Linked DNA regions of Pan troglodytes: all the other regions are linked to region 3. A link is a contact called in public HiChIP or PLAC-seq data. All regions are on one chromosome and are shown on one strand. The core of a region is the stretch at or near the end of the contact, and the rest is flanking DNA. Distances in the headings are between cores, read along the strand shown.

Evidence for each region. HiChIP or PLAC-seq counts read pairs in DNA pulled down with a chosen protein or histone mark.
Region 1: an H3K4me3 HiChIP or PLAC-seq map of stem cell-derived excitatory neurons shows a contact between it and region 3, with 4 times the contacts expected there. The contact joins two enhancer-like sites. A contact is called at or near these places in 1 of 7 Hi-C or Micro-C datasets (stem cell-derived neural progenitor cells) and 1 of 1 datasets of contacts at active chromatin or transcription factors (stem cell-derived excitatory neurons).
Region 2: an H3K4me3 HiChIP or PLAC-seq map of stem cell-derived excitatory neurons shows a contact between it and region 3, with 7 times the contacts expected there. The contact joins two enhancer-like sites. A contact is called at or near these places in 1 of 7 Hi-C or Micro-C datasets (induced pluripotent stem cells) and 1 of 1 datasets of contacts at active chromatin or transcription factors (stem cell-derived excitatory neurons).

The regions. Positions count from the first base shown.
Region 1 is chr21:69,306,041-69,309,241 of NHGRI_mPanTro3-v2.0_pri, reverse strand. No RefSeq gene overlaps it. Among named protein-coding and RNA genes, the nearest start is that of BHLHE23, 20 kb to the left of the region's middle. Within about 2 kb of position 1,726, at least 2 of the 24 cell types and tissues checked have an H3K27ac peak or open chromatin away from gene starts, as enhancers often do. A contact at or near this core is called in stem cell-derived excitatory neurons, where this site is marked.
Region 2 is chr21:69,348,875-69,352,005 of NHGRI_mPanTro3-v2.0_pri, reverse strand. No RefSeq gene overlaps it. Among named protein-coding and RNA genes, the nearest start is that of BHLHE23, 23 kb to the right of the region's middle. Within about 2 kb of position 1,330, at least 2 of the 24 cell types and tissues checked have an H3K27ac peak or open chromatin away from gene starts, as enhancers often do. A contact at or near this core is called in stem cell-derived excitatory neurons, where this site is marked.
Region 3 is chr21:69,493,267-69,496,426 of NHGRI_mPanTro3-v2.0_pri, reverse strand. No RefSeq gene overlaps it. Among named protein-coding and RNA genes, the nearest start is that of YTHDF1, 39 kb to the left of the region's middle. Within about 2 kb of position 1,361, at least 10 of the 24 cell types and tissues checked have an H3K27ac peak or open chromatin away from gene starts, as enhancers often do. A contact at or near this core is called in stem cell-derived excitatory neurons, where this site is marked.

The DNA.
Region 1 (3,201 bases), core at 477-2,976, 190 kb after region 3:
CCCCGCCCACCCGCACCCCCACCCACCTGCACCCTCTGCCAACCTACACCCTCTGCCCACCTGCACCCTCTGCCCCATCACCCTTTTCCCACCTGTACTGCACCCACCTACACCTCTGCCCATCTACACTCCCACCCATCTGCATCCCCACCCACCTGCACCCCCTGCACACCTGCACCCCTACCCACCAGCACTCTGCCCACCTGAACAGTGCCCACCTGCAACACTGACCACCTGCACCCTCTGCCCACCTATGCCCCCTTCCCACTGTACCCCAGTCCACCCGCACCCCAGTCCACCAGTTCTGTCCCACTGCCCACCTGCACAGCCCCAGGCTCTCCTCCATCCCACCTCATCCTCAGAGCCCGAAGTGCCTGCTCTTGCTCCCCGGCCCCTCTCCCCAGGTTTCCTCACTGTAGGTCATTTCTAGGCCTAGGAGAGGCGTCCTCAGGCCTGACAAGGTCTAGCAGAGGGCTGGACGCAGGTTGGAAGGTCTCACCTCCCACAGCGCCAGCTCCTGTGAAGAGGTGACCTGTGGTGTCCCCTAGCCTGCCTGGGCAGAAACCAGGGAGAGGGACTTTGACAGAGCTGGGCCAAGCAGGTGTCAAGATCAACACGTTTGCATGAAAGACTGTGGTTGTGGGGCCCCGAGGGACTGCCTGGTGCCTGCCTCTCCTGAGCACCTCACCTGAGCAGGGGCCGCCTCACCCCCAGGTCCAAGCACCTGTCAGGTTTCGTGTTCTAACATCAGGAAGGAGACACTTGCCTCCATCCACCCCAGACGAGTGTGGGCAGCGGGTCCTCTCAGAAGGACTCTGGGACCAAGACGGGCGAGGAACTGGGGTGGCCTCACCCATGTCAGCCAGCTCCCAGGTCCAGACTGGACCCTGGTTCAGGCGCCAGGCCCTGGAGCTAAATGTGTCCCCGGAGTCCTTGCGGCAGCCTGAGAACCACGTGCAGTGGCGTTTCTCAGATGCTCAGATGCCGGGGAAGCCGGGGCCAGGACTCCCTTGAGGCCAGGCCTTTTCCAGACGCTGAAGTCCTCCCCAGCCCGCCCGGGCCCCGCCTCTTAAGGCACCAGTCCTCCATGTGGTCCGTGTCAGGATGGAGTAAGATGATTGGGGAGGGCCTCAGGAGAGCGCTGTAGACCCTGCGCGAAGCCCTGGTGATACTGGCTGAAATCAGCAAATCAGAGTGTGATGGATGGACAGGTCAGACCACAAAGGACCAGCGTCTCTGTGTGTCGATGATGTCCCCTGTCCTGGACTCCCATCAGTCCCCTGGGGCCTCCACCCACTTGGCAAGCATTGTGTGAAAATCAACCTCTGCATTAAAAACAGCTGAGGTCAGGCTTTTCGCGGATTCTGACAGGTGTTCTCCCTCATTGTTCTCAGCTTTTTTGCTTTTTTTGTTTGCAAAGGATGCCTGTGTGGGCCTGGGCCTCCCTCCCAGGGCCTCCCATCCTTCCAGGGCCTTCTCTCTCCCTCGCTTCCTCTCAGTCTGGGGAGCCTCTGGCTTCGCATGGAGCCTGGGCTGATCTCTACCCCTCATCCATTCCAGAACTGTGGCCTCTGTAGAGTCCTGGCCTGTTTCTCGGAGGCTCACAGGGACTCTGGAGGCAGAACTTGTTCCTCCCTGCCAGCCAAGGCCCAGAACCAGTGCCACGGAGAGGTGTCTGGCCTGTGGCTGCCTCGTCCTCTCTGTAAACCCAGCCACGCAGGCCCAGCTCATGAATATTGATGGCACCTCCTTTGTGGTGAGCACGCGCCCAGCCACCCAGGCCTGCTGCTGAGCAGCCACCGCTCCAAGATCGATCCAGCTTTGTTGAGTGTCAGGACACACGGCGGCGACAGATGGACGCTCGCCTTCAAGCCTCTGTGCACCCGGGCCCTGCACAAAAGAGCCCAGGATGTTTTTAATATCACGCACTTGCCTCAGGGCTTGTTTTAAATCCCCATTTACCAAGGGTTCCAGCTTTTTATCAGTCAAACGCCTGAAGCACTTTGTCAACCTGGACATCTGGCCGCACGTTTAAAAAAATTTTATTTGCTAAAATATTTAGTAGTATGGCAGGGGGGCTAGCTGGAGACTCGGGCGGCCACGCATATGCTCACACCCGGCCACTCCTGCAAAGAGCTCGAGTTGCTTCGCCAGCTCAGGGCTTGGCTGCTCCAGCCCAGGACAGGGGAGGGAGGACAGGAGGCGGAGAGGATGCGCCCTGTCCTGGCAGGAGGGGCCTCCTATGGATAACCAGAATCTGCCCCAGTCGGGGGCAGGGTGGGCATTCTTGGGGAGGATTTGTAGCCCTCCCCGCACACCAAAGACCAAGGGGGAATCTGTGACTTCGGGAGACAGTTGCAGCTGAACACAGGGGATCAGCCAAAGCTGCACACGTGCATCTCGAGAGCAGCGAAGATTCGACGCCTCTTCAACAGGACACGGGAGCCAGGTGGGGGTGTCCAGCCCTCAGCCCAGGACAGACCAGCGAAACGCCGTCCACCCATAGGTGCCTCCATGCCACGGTACGCCCTTGCAGCCTAAGTGAAGCACGGATTCCTGCTACAACAGGGACGAACCTTGAAAACTCAACGCTCTGTGGAAGAGGCCGGACACGAAGGGCACTTATGATTCCACTTTCATGAAATGTCAGAAATTGCAAAGCCACGGAGACAACAAGGAGATTGGTGGTTGCCAGGGGCTGGGGGCGGGGGGTTGGGAGTGATGGCTTACAGGTACAAGGTGTGTTCTGACAAATTGAAAAGATTCTGGAAGTACATGGTGGTGATGGTTGCACAACATTGTGAATGTCCTTAATGCCACTGAAAAGCACACTTAACAATGGCTGAATTTGCCGGGCGTGGTGGTGCGGGCCTATAATTCAGCTGCTCGGGAGGCTGAGGCGGGAGGATTGCTTGAACCTGGGAGGTCAAGCCTGCGGTGAGCTGTGATTGCACCACTGCACTCCAGCCTGGGCCTGCCTCAAAAAAAAAAAAAAGTGGTTGAAATGGTAAGTTTTCTGTTATGTGTATTTTGGCACATTCTTTACAAAGATAATCACAAAGAAGAGATGGCACTGATGTCGATGGTAGCAGCCTTAACCCTGTCACACTGACCGATGGTCACAGGTCTCTGTGTGCCCACTGAGGACATGACGATGGATAAGAGCAGCCTGGCCTCGCCCTGGTAGAATCCCCAGTCAAG
Region 2 (3,131 bases), core at 81-2,580, 140 kb after region 3:
TGGCCATGTTACCGGTGCCTCTTGTCCCAGCACTGACTTTTTTTTTTTTTTTTTTTTTTGAGACGGAGTTCACTCTTGTTGCCCAGGCTGGAGTGCAGTGGCACCATCTCGGCTTACCGCAACCTCCGCCTCCCGGGTTCAAGCGCTTCTCCTGCCTCAGCCTCCCGAGTAGCTGGGATTACAGGCATGCACCACCATGCCCGGCCAATTTTGTATTTTTAGTAGAGAAAGGGTTTCTCCATATTGGCCAGGCTGGTCTCGAACTCCCGACCTCAGGTGATCCGCCCGCCTCGGCCTCCCAAAGTGCTGGGATTACAGGCGTGAGCCACCGCGCCCGGCCCCAGCACTGACTCTTGCTGCTCCAGGTCGGCTGTGGTCCTGGAGACACGGTAATTGAGGATGGGCTGATAGTTGCTTTAGAAACGTGAGCAGGGAGCCATGCCAGAACATTCTAGAAGGGCTGCCAGGGGCTCACGAGAGAGTCAGCAGGGAGCCGGCATGAGGGAGGCCAGTGGTCTCCCCGCGCACCCGAGGCCAGGGCACCGCCTGAGCTGACTTTTGAAGCCCATCCTGCGTGGAGGTCCCCAAGCCCTTCGGGTGACACGTTAGCAATGGGAGGGCTTTCCTGAGCCACAGGGTCCTTGAGGAGCAGCAGCTGGGACCCCTGGCTCTGGGTCCAGCTCCACGATGCCTGGCAATGCCCCAGCAGGCACTGGGCTCAGCCACCCCCGATGCTGAACCCCGAGAGCAGCTCCTGCTACAAGGCCGTGTTTCCCAAAGCGTGAGCGGGACACACGTCCTGCTGGTGACTGCGCCACGGGAGAAAGGGCACGCCACGAGCAGCACTGAAGGAAAATCGGGAAGCGGGAAGCAGCCCCAGGTCCCCCATGGGAGCGCGTGGACGCCCCACTCGCACTCCCTCTCACTCGCAGGGCAGTGGCGTGGACAGAACAAGGTCCTCTCCAGGGAAAGCCGACAGCTTTCCACGGGGACTAACGGGATCTAACACAGCATCGTGCTTGTCCTGGGATGGAGTCACCTGTTTTTAACTAAAAGTGGTCACTTTTGTCCCCTGTCTTGACCTGTGAACTGTCTGCACCATTTGTGAAACACCCATGCCGTTCCTCTGTCTCCAGAGCCCCGAGCAGGGTCGGAGCAGCCTCTGGTCCTACACAAGGGGCCTGGAAGCGCTCCCACCTCCAACACCCCCAGGCCTGCGTCCGGCTCCCACAGAGGGGTCCTGAAGGGCCTCTCCCAGCCCCAGGCTCTGCCTCCACGGCCCGGGCAGGGGGCCCTTGGTGAATCTCAGCGCTCTGATTCACCGGCTGGGAGGCGGAGTCAGGACACCTGCCTGCTCCCAGCACGGGCCATCCGCCTGGCAGTTTGCAGCCTTGCCTTAAAGGGAGGAAGAGAACAACTCGCTGCCTCGGGTGGGAGGGCCTGCGCGGCACAGAGGATGCAACTCGCTGCCTCGGGTGCGAGGGGCCCGCGCGGCACAGAGGACGCAACTCGCTGCCTTGGGTGGGAGGCCTGCGCCGTACTGAGGATGGGATGCGCTATCGATTTCCCTCTCTCACCGACCCAGACCATGAAATATTTATCTTTCCTCATTGAGCCTCTGCTTGAGTGGCCTCAGGCCAGTTCCCCTCGGGACCCGAGAGTGAATTGTTGGTCAATAACTCAAAACAGTAGAGCACTGGCAGCGCCAGGTCAGGCCTGGTGCCAGCAGCACCGCCTTGTGGGCAGGACGCAGGACAGGGAAGGAAGCTTTTTGGGGGGGTCCCCGCACCTTCACGGCAGCACACGCGTAATGAATGCACTGGACACCGCCCTGAATCCAGGGAAGGCGTGTAGGGGGTAGAATTTAAATGAATTCCCGAAGCCCAGTTGTCCAGTCCAGGCTGAGAGGCTGAGACGTGCATGGACGTTGGCAAACTTGAACCTGCACACAGAGACGCAGAGGCCCGGGGGACCTGCACACGGAGACGCGGAGGCCCGGGGGACCTGCACACGGAGACGCGGAGGCCCGGGGGACCTGCACACGGAGACGCGGAGGCCCGGGGGACCTGCACACGGAGACGCGGAGGCCCGGGGGACCTGCACACGGAGACGCGGAGGCCCGGGGGACCTGCACACGGAGACGCGGAGGCCCGGGGGACCTGCACACGGAGAGGCGGAGGCCCGGGGGACCTGCACACGGAGACGCGGAGGCCCGGCGGACTCGGGTGCGTTTGGAGTCATCATGGGAAATAACACAAGCCGTGGCCTCGCCCCTGCAGGGTGGGCCTCGCTCAGCCTCCTGCGCCTCCCAGCAGGAGCAGCTCTTCTACTCAAGCCACCTGTGCATTGTGAGAGCCGAGCTGCTTAAACAGGCAGGCGCACCTTCTAAAAGGAAGGACTGCACCCTCTCTGAACAGACTCCCTCCCCCAGAGCTCGGCATGGGAGCAGTTTGGGGAGCTCAACGGAGCGTTCTATGCCAGAAGAGCGAGGGGACTCCGCTCCCACACACCCAAGGAGAGAGCCCCACTGGGCCACCATCTTCCTGAGTCCCGGCCACTGCCCCACCCGCCCTGGGGGAAAGGGGGTGCCCAGGGCAAAGCCCCTATGGGGGAGAGGCTGCGGGCGGCCCCCTCAGGGAAAGAGTCATGGGCCGGGGTTTCCAGGGCGTGGGAGGGAGGCGGGAAGGAGGGAAGTGGATCAGAGTGGAGACCCCCCTGCCCCGCAAAGGACTTTGTTGCCAGGAGAGGAGGAAGGAGAAGAAAAATGGAAACCCTGCTGTCAGGAAAGAGGCTGAGCCTTAATCTCATGCCACATGAGGGCACTCTGGCAGGCAGAGCCCGAGAGCAGGCACGGCTAATGCCCTCCTCCACCGCCAGCGCCCTCCGCTAATTGAGAACCTGATGAAGCTGCAGAAAGAAGGCCCTGGATCAGCTCGACTTGACTCGCCGACGCCAGGCCCGCACCTGACGCTACTTCACCAGCCTCCTCCCCCCTGGCCCCCTCCCTGCAGGCCCCTCCCCACCGGCCTCCTCCCCACCGGCCCCTCCCCACCGGCCCCCTCCCCACAGGTCCCCTCCCCACCGGCCCTCTCCCCACCGGCCCCCTCCCCACCGGCCCCCTCCCCACCGGC
Region 3 (3,160 bases), core at 112-2,611:
CGCTCCGCGCTGCGGACACACGTGGCCGGGGGCCGGCTGGCCGCAGCCTGGCCCCGGCCGCAGGCTCCCCCCTCGGCCGCCCTCGGCCGCCCCCACCCGCCCCGCGACGCCAGAGGCGTGCGGGCCCCTTTGTGTCCCGCGGCCAGATCCCCGGCCCGGCAGCTGGGCCGCCCTCTGGGCGGGCGCATTGTTCGCCGGATTTGTCCGCGGCGCGAATGGCCGCCGGGGGCCGGGCTCGCCTTCCTCCCGCGGGAGGGGCGCTGGGCCGGACGGGCTCGCGGGCCATTTCCATGAGAAAGGAGCGGCGGAGGCGCCTCTCTTGGCATTCACCGCGTGCCTTAATTGTATAGACATTAAATCAAGGTCCGCTGTGAACACGCAGAGGGGCCCTCAGGGCTGTGGCGGGCGGCGAGCGTCGGGGCCAGGGTCGGGACCGGCTCGGGCTTGCGTGGGGTCCTCGCCCGAGAGGCGCGAACGCTCAGGCGTCTTCGCCGCGTGGCGGGCAGGGCGGGGGCGCTGCGCTCAGCCGACTGTGCTGTCCCAGTCCGCCCCCGACTCGGAGGAGCCCACACTTCTCCCCTTTCCGCGGCAGAGAGTGGGCCCCCAAGTGCGTCCCTCCGGGCGTTCCTGGAGCTGGGGCGCCCGGGAATCGCGAAGACGGATTCCGGGGGTGGGGGTGGTGAGCGCGTGCGCACCCGGCCGCCTCCCGCGGGGCTCCGAGGGGCGCAGAACCGCTCCGACTGGGCGGCGCGAGCTCCTCCGCAGCTGCCTTCCCCTGCCGTCCCCCTGCCCGTGCCGACCCAGGAGCGCGCACCGAATGCGGTTAAAAGAACGAATCTCGATGCTCAAAGATGAAAACTCGTCTCTTTTTACAACCCAGCGAGCTCGTCCTCTCCGCGCGCAGCGGGCCCGCGAGAAGGCGCTCGAGCTGTTCGTGGAGAGAAAGACGGGGAGACCCAGAGAGGCCGCTTGCCCGGCTCGCCCCGGCCCGGCCCCGAGCGTAATTACCAGTCCCGGCGGGAGCCGCTGCTGCCGCCTCCGCTCCCTGCGCCTCCCGCGCCGCCGCCAGTTCCCGCCTGCTCTTCGGCTCCCGGGGGCCCCGCGCGCTGCTGCCCTGGGCGGAGAAGGGCGCGGGAACCCCGAGAAGGGAGCCAGGCAAGTCCCCGAGCGCCGCAGGCCGGCTGCAAGCCGAGTGTCCACGGGGTCCACGCTGCAGGCGCCCAGCTCCTGCTAGCCCGGCCCGGCCCCGATGCAACTGTCCCCGCGCCCGCCGCCGCCGCCGCCGCTGCCTCCGCGCGTATCCGCGCTCCGCTCCGGCACCGGGCGATTATCACTGGGGCGCGCGGTGACGTCACCCGGACACCGGCCCCGCCGCTGCCTCCCCGAGGTGTCCTTGAGAACTGCGGGGCACGCGCGCCGCGCACACGCGCACACACGCACTGCGCGCCTCGTGCCTCCCGCGCATTCGCGCCGCGTCCCGCCCCGCGCGCTCCTCGGCTCACGCGGACGCAGTCTTCGAGCGCCCTCGACCGTGCCCTGCGCCCCGCGGCCACACGGAGACCCAAGGAAACGCCTGTCTCCCACACACTCCAGCCCCTCACATGGCCCTCCTGCACCCACGCGCGCAGCCCCTCCAGCTGCACATTGACACCTCCGGCCACACCCCGCCACGCGCACGCCTCGCCACGCGCACGCCTCGCCGGCACGCAGCCCAGCGGCACCCGCAGACACGCACCCGCACTCGGGCCCTGACCGCGGGTTCGCGTCTCCTGTCTCGCGCCTGCAGAACGCACTCTGCCGCGCAGCTCACACCGCGGTCCTCCAAGCCTCTCAGTCCTGAGAAAGGCAAGGGTCCCGCCGGCCTCCTGCGGATGGCCCTGCTGGGCTCCGTACAGTGGGGAGGGAATTAAAGGTCGTCCTTCCCCGCCCCCATCGGAGCTTGCGGTTCTCACCGTTTCAGACCGGGATGGGAGCTCTTGCCCGTAGGGAGCACGGAATCACAGGCGACACTCCACGGCCCGACTGCAGTCACTGCCAGCTCGATAGGGTCCTTGGGGCGCCCCCGATCTGGCCCTCTAGGGCCAGGGATCAGTGGCTTCCCCAAGCCTCACCGTCCGGAGCCTCCCCCGCTGGCCTTTGTTTAGACTGCAAGGAGCGCAGGCCGGCGCGGCCGGCAGGCCTCTGTCCCCATCTCCTTCCTCCTAGGGCCAACCCAGCCCCTGCGCCATCTGCCCTCGGAGCAGAGCCTGGGCCTCCCTGGGCGCAGGTCCTGCTTCCTTCCTTTTCCACCCTCTCCAGCACTGCCCAGCCCATGGACAGCCGGTTAGGAAGGGCGGCAGGAACTCGGGTTGGTTCTGCCCGCACCGCCTCCGCCGGTCCTCAACCATCAGGACGCCCCTCCCCCTTTGGTGCGGCTTCAACCTGACCCTTCCCAGCCGCAATTCCTCGCCCTTCGCAAGTGTCAGGGACAGTCTTTCTTTCTCACAGGTCACGCACAAGCCCTCTACTCCTCCACAGCCCAAGGGGAACCTTCTGTTCCAAGCGCAAAGCTCTGGAAGCTGCCCCAAGCCTGCGGGTGCCGGCAGCCTCAGCAGGTGCAAGCCGGACGCTGGAGGGGCTGGAGGGCTGGGGAGGCCAGGCTGCAGCAGCCCCGCTTCATTGGAGACAGTTGCCCTTGGCCTCCAGTGGTCGGAATCGGACCCTCACCCTAATGAAACGGGGGCAGTCCCCAGGGCGGTCCTAGGCTCCCAGGCTGAGGCATCCGCTGTCCATGGTGTTGAAACGGAACCCTGAAACCTCCGCCTCACTTTCGGACTTTATACCCCCAGCCCTCTTCTCACCAAGGGTTGGGGCCAGGGAGGCCGGCTCCCGGCCCCCTCCCCTCCCGTCCCCTACCCTTAGCTTCCTGGACGGGTCCAGGACGCCTCGGGATTCCAGCTCCTTGGAGCTTGTTCCCATTCTAAGGGGAAAGACTCCTTAGCACCCCCCATCGGTACCTTGGCTTCGGGGACCCCAAATCTTTCTTTGGGTCTCTTTTCCGTACAGGACCGGCTCCACCTGGGGCAGGGTGGATCGCCGCCCCTGGCAGACCTGTTCCCTCACCTGGCGGAGCACCTTCGTCCTTCCCACTTTACCTTTGGCGGAGGGCTCTCTGGCAGGC